Regions from separate parts of the Cyprinus carpio genome. Here region 2 is linked to region 1. The links are chromatin contacts, called in public Hi-C maps. All regions are on one chromosome and are shown on one strand. Each heading gives the region's core, a stretch centred on a gene start, on an enhancer-like site or on the middle of the called end of the contact. The rest is flanking DNA. Distances are from core to core; before and after follow the strand shown.

Region 1 (2,771 bases), core at 141-2,640:
GATGTGGATTAGGGGACAGATGCCCAAGAGGAGCCGACCCCAGGCCCTTGCCAATCGGACTGCTTCTTATCATCTCTAGCAGCATCCCTACAATACCAGACTTTATTAAAAGAAGCCTCAATGATATTTGTTGCATGAGTTGCCCTGTCTTTACTCAGATGTACCATGGCATGGTTGGGATGTGGGGGTCATGGTTAGCGGTTATAATATCCTGTTTCTCGGAAGGTTTACTTTGCATTTTAACAAGCATGTAAAAATGATAGGACATTCATGGGGCGGCTGCTGTCTGCAGGGCTATACGGGGCCCCAGGTCCTGACACGAGCCTTGCCCTGGAAAGCCCTAGCCAGCCATCTCTCTGAGATCAGGGTACCATTCCAGTCCAGTAAAAATAAAGGTAAGGACTTTTTAACACTGCTCAACTCTCCTCTCACTTGACATATCCTGTCCGCTGTCCAAGGGATTTAGTAAGTAAAGCAAAGAGCCGAGCAAACATCCAGCGTTTGATTTAATAATGCATCAATCTGTCCATGCAATATATATTTTTTGCATAGTAGCTGATACTATTCATGAGGCTTGTGGAAAATTGTAGTGAGAGGAGAGATATGCAATGCTTGGTGGAACAGGGAAAAGTGGGACCTTGTTTTTTTTTTTTAAATCATACTTTTTCCCATTGTCTAGACAGGGAAAATGCAAACCTACAGTGACATATAAGAGTGTCAACAATAAAAAAAAAAAAAAAAAAAAAAAAAAAAAAATTATATATATTTTACATATTATATATTATATACATATTATATAAAATATATACATGAAATTTTATCTATATATAAATATTATATTATATTTCAGAAATGAAGATTATTATTTATTATTTAAAAAAATAATAATTCATTTTTTTTTTTAATGATTTTATAATAACAGGCCTTTTATCTTCATTCTGATATCAGGACTATCACCTTGACATTTTGACTTTATGCCTTCAAAACTATCAAAATAAATTTTAATTAAAAAATTAAAAACATGCTCATCAGAGAAGAGGTGTGTTCAAGTCATTGTAAATATGAATTTCATTATTTAGATACAACAACAACAACAATAACAAAAACAACAAAAAGCCTATCATTGATATCATTGACTCTTGGATCAGTCAAAGTTTAGTTCAGAGTCTAGAGTGCACTTCCCTCCCCCGCTTTGGGCACTGAGAGGGGAGGGCTGCAGTTGGCACGAGAAGCCAGGCAGGCCGCTGCTACAGACAGGGATTTCCTGCAGCACGTCATAGCTCAGCGATCACGACACTGCCATCTGCGACTGAAAAAGATTTACATCAGCAGCTAATCCACAGTGCAATGTGTACACACTCCAAAACAGCTTTCTCTCCTCTCTCCTACAAACACACACAAATCTTCCTGGCTGGCTGTAAGCAATGCCACCCAAAGGCCTGTAGCGCCATCAAAAAGCAGACTAACCATCTTTCGGTTCCACTTACCTTTTTTCTTACTCTCTCTCTCTCCTGTATCTGTCAGTCTGCAATGTTAAAAAAAAAAAAAAAAACTTCAGTCCATTAAGTCTTCTGAAATGAGAGACCCCAATGTGTCATCCAGCTATATGCCCTGGTGAACATCACTCATAAAACCTGTCATCTGCTGCTGTAGTGTCTCTTCCCACACATCAAGCTCAGACACACACATACTCATAATCGGGAAGCTGACTGTGTCCGTGCAAGCATGTGTTAGTGCGTGTTGTTTTGGGCGCCTGAGCTTTATAATATTGGGAAATCCTTCCTGCAGAGAGCTCCTTTGTGTTGTGGCAAGTGAAAGGGTTAAGAATGACAAATGGACATCCAGCGAGAGAATGGCATGCTCAAGCAGGACATTTTCAACGCGGGGGCAGGAATTAAAACAATGCCTGCCTTTTATCCACGCACTGCTCTAATTGGATGGGAAACTCTGCCGCCTTGCCTCTCTGTAGGCGTATCAGAGGGCAAAAAAAAAAAACAAAATAAAAAATTTTGGCACAGAAACCCAGACTACACCAACTGCATTTGTGTCCAGACACCACCACCACACAGATTTGTATGTATTTGTGCATATATTGTGTATATTGTATATAATGTCATATCTGAATGCCTTGTATTGTGTTCGTTATGGGTCTAATAATGCTTAGCTAGCATGTATTCACGGGTGATTGGCTATTTTAATCAAGCCTGAACTTGGTTAGTTCTGAGAGAAAACAATATCATAACACCATATGGATCAGAACTGAAAATAAAGCTAATCAATATTTCCACAATCAATTGTTTTCATCAACAGCATCTGCTATGGCACACTTTCTCTGAATTAGTGGTATGGATCTTTTTTTAAAATGATCCTCATTGATATTGTTAACAAATGACCAGAAAATGGAATGTGACAGTTCTACAGAGAGATGCGAAAGACCTCCCTCAGGGGTGGCTGTGCAGCCTTAATTTGGGAACTATTAAAGTGCTGTATCTGTTGGTTAATGTACATTACTGGAGGCTCTTAATTCATAAACTTCCACACTATTTGTTTGGCAAAACAATTTGAGTTGTAGGTTGCAGTCGCATATCCTAGTTCAAGTGACATTCTGCATATTAACGCATGGAACTCTAGACCAATTGAAAACTACATCTTTTAATTGCTTCAAATCACAACTGTTCTCAACAAGCTACATGATTTGAGGTATAATTCATGTCCATAGCACAAATGGTGTAGGATGACTTATATGATGAAGTTTTATACTTAAAGTTAAG
Region 2 (2,771 bases), core at 140-2,639, 83 kb after region 1:
CTAAAAATAGCAAGAACAACAGAAATAATAATAACAATAATTGTAATAATATAGTAATACATGTTAGTTGATTTTACTACAGTTAAATATAATTATATTAAATAAGAAAATTACATCAATTAAAATCACTTTTTCAAAGCAAATTATAAACATTATATCATCCAACAGTGTCCATATATCTAAACTTAGAGGTAAATTAAATGTACAAAAATCTGAAACACGTGTGAATAAGCTAAAGTGAAAAATCAATCATTACACTCTAGTCTGTGTTCTTATTTATCTCTGAAACTGTGAGAAGTTTGTCCTTTTATTTCAAATCAGGTACAAATAAACGGACTACAGCGCCTGTCTGTGTCTTTCTGTAGGCTTGAGAAAATCCTGAAAGAACTGGGACAATGCAAACGTTCAGCCAAACCACAACGCAAACAAATGCACAACTCAGTCAGACATTTTCTGTAACAGCGAAAATCCTTACAGCAGCCCAATAAGCACACAAATCTGTTCAGAGCCTATAATAAGACAGTGTTTTCTCTGAGTTAAGTACATACACACAACGCAACATAGTTTTTACACTGCTTGAATTTGGACGAGAGTTACTAAACGCTACGTTTAAGTGTTTTATGACCAGGCGAAACACAAAAGGCAAGACAGACAACAAATACTGAAACAATATGACTTCCTAGAAATGAGTCAACTGCCATCAAAATCATTGTCCGCAAAAGGATTAGCCCTGAATAGCCTATCCATGAGTTTTTGAAGAGTGAGTGAGATGGCAAAGACCTTGCCTGCTGTCTTTGTTTTGTGATGGTAAAAGCCAGAGCACAGAGAGAAAGAGAGAGAGAGAAGAAGGGAAAGGATAAGATTGAGCTGGAGCGAGCGAGTGAGAGAGAGAAAGAGAGAGAGAGAGTCCACGCACAGCATCTGAATTATACTATATATCCTTTTTGTGTGACGCTTGTAATTATTGCCACCCCTCTACTAGGGAGCCGAGAGACATTAAACCCCTGACTTATCTGTCCTTCTCCTCCCTCCCTCCCTCTCCTAAAAACAGAAGCTAGGTTGCCCACTATGCTCTCCTCTAAGCGGTTAAGAAAAGGAAAAAGATTGAAATATAATAATGAAAACACATAATGCTTCTGCCTGCCCATTCCCCCTCACACACACACACACACACACACACACACACAAACACACAGATTTCGGCAGAATATATATTAAATAAAAAAATTAAATGCAAAATCCCACGCTTTCTAGACACTGCAGTGTCTTAACCTAAACAAGTGTGTGTCGTCACTACGTTAGCTTCTGGTTCCTCTTGTTACGACACGTCGGGAAGGATAAAAAGGTCTTGGGATTTGTGTTTTTCTGACCTCTTCCCTGATTCCTTCGACATGGCCTATGGCTATCTGACCCCGTCTATCCTCTCAACTCTCTTTGCATGCATGCCTTCCTTTATGAGTATTCTCCCTCTCTCTCTCTCTTTATCCAACAAACAAATAAATAAATAAAAATAATAATAATGATAATTCATTACTTCAAACTAAGGACTTTTTTCCTAGTGCAAAATCAAACACGCTGTCATTCCGACTGCTCTTTTGTTGATCAAACTTGAGGTACGTTTTTATAGTCCTGCTAACCCCAACAATCTCGATGTATTGTTTGTGTGACCCCACAACATAACCCACCCCACTGCTTTCCCACTCTTCGCTGGCTCTGTAATGTTGGGTTTTTCCCTTCTCTTTCTTTTTTATCTTTCCTCCACTCACTCGGTGACCCCTGCTCCCTTGTTTCTTGCCGTCTGACCCTAAGTCTCTCAACCTCCCCCTCTCTTTCTTCCCCAACCCTGCACATCCATGAGCAGCTAGCAAACAGTCAGTCAGCTCTGGGTCTGTCTGTCCTTCCATTGCATCTCTTCTGTTTTCTCCTTTATCTATCTCACTGTGGGCTACATTGTATCATTGTTATGGATCCACATTTCCGTTTGTTCTTGTCCGTTTACCTTGGAAGGACTATCTTTCAATAGCTCTTCGTTCACGCTACTTTTTAAGGCCAATTTCCTTTTTTTTTTTTTTTTTTAAATCATGCTACACCTGTGGTCTTCATTAAGTTTTGGCTTTATTAAAATTCGAGCCCCTCGTATATTTGTGGGGCAATTAAATAGTTGAAGCTAGTTCAAACTAAGCGACGCGAATTTGTTAATAATTTGAAAACACTTTTTCGTCCTATTTTTCTCCCTCAGGAGAACGTACGCAAGTTGTAAAACGTAGCCTAATTCTGATTTCATTATCATAGTCTTTGCTGTCGAAATGACATTTCAATCCATTGTTTTGGTTTTTAGATTCTCAAATTCACGCCGTACGCGTGGGTTTCTCGTTTTAAGTCATTCGCCGTACTCGCTGTGTGTGTCGAGCGGCTCCTCGGGCTCTGTGAGCTCCGGCTGAACCGCTCCTGAGACCCGGGGCTCCGTCTCTATACCAAACACACTCCCCTAAACACTCACACACACTTCACACACACATGCATATCGATTTGCATGTGACTCCAGCCGGGAAGCAGCAAAGAACAACTTTAACGTCGCTTGGAGTGTGAAAAAAAAAAAAAATACTACGGGAAAAGACGGTGAAAGTGACAGGAGCGAAAAAGTAGAGGAACTGAAATGCACAGCAAAGGGCGGAGAAATCCACACTAGAGGGGACACTAAAAAGTATCGATGGGCGCAATGTTGAGGATTTTTGCTCGCTAAATCAGGGAGGAAATGAAAGTAGAGGACG

What was found. Hi-C and Micro-C count contacts between places; a contact is called where the count stands out from the background.
Region 2: a contact with region 1 is called in a Hi-C map of skeletal muscle, with 3 times the contacts expected there. The contact joins two enhancer-like sites. A contact is called at or near these places in 3 of 8 Hi-C or Micro-C datasets (liver and skeletal muscle).

The regions. Positions count from the first base shown.
Region 1 is chrA7:38,740,926-38,743,696 of ASM1834038v1, forward strand. The region is part of intron 7 of LOC109093359 (zinc finger homeobox protein 3-like); the gene reads right to left. Among protein-coding and RNA genes, the nearest start is that of LOC122145693, 190 kb to the left of the region's middle. Within about 2 kb of position 1,391, at least 1 of the 8 cell types and tissues checked has an H3K27ac peak or open chromatin away from gene starts, as enhancers often do. A contact at or near this core is called in skeletal muscle, where this site is marked.
Region 2 is chrA7:38,823,537-38,826,307 of ASM1834038v1, forward strand. All of the region lies in intron 4 of LOC109093359 (zinc finger homeobox protein 3-like), which reads right to left. Among protein-coding and RNA genes, the nearest start is that of LOC109093359, 110 kb to the right of the region's middle. Within about 2 kb of position 1,390, at least 3 of the 8 cell types and tissues checked have an H3K27ac peak or open chromatin away from gene starts, as enhancers often do. A contact at or near this core is called in skeletal muscle, where this site is marked.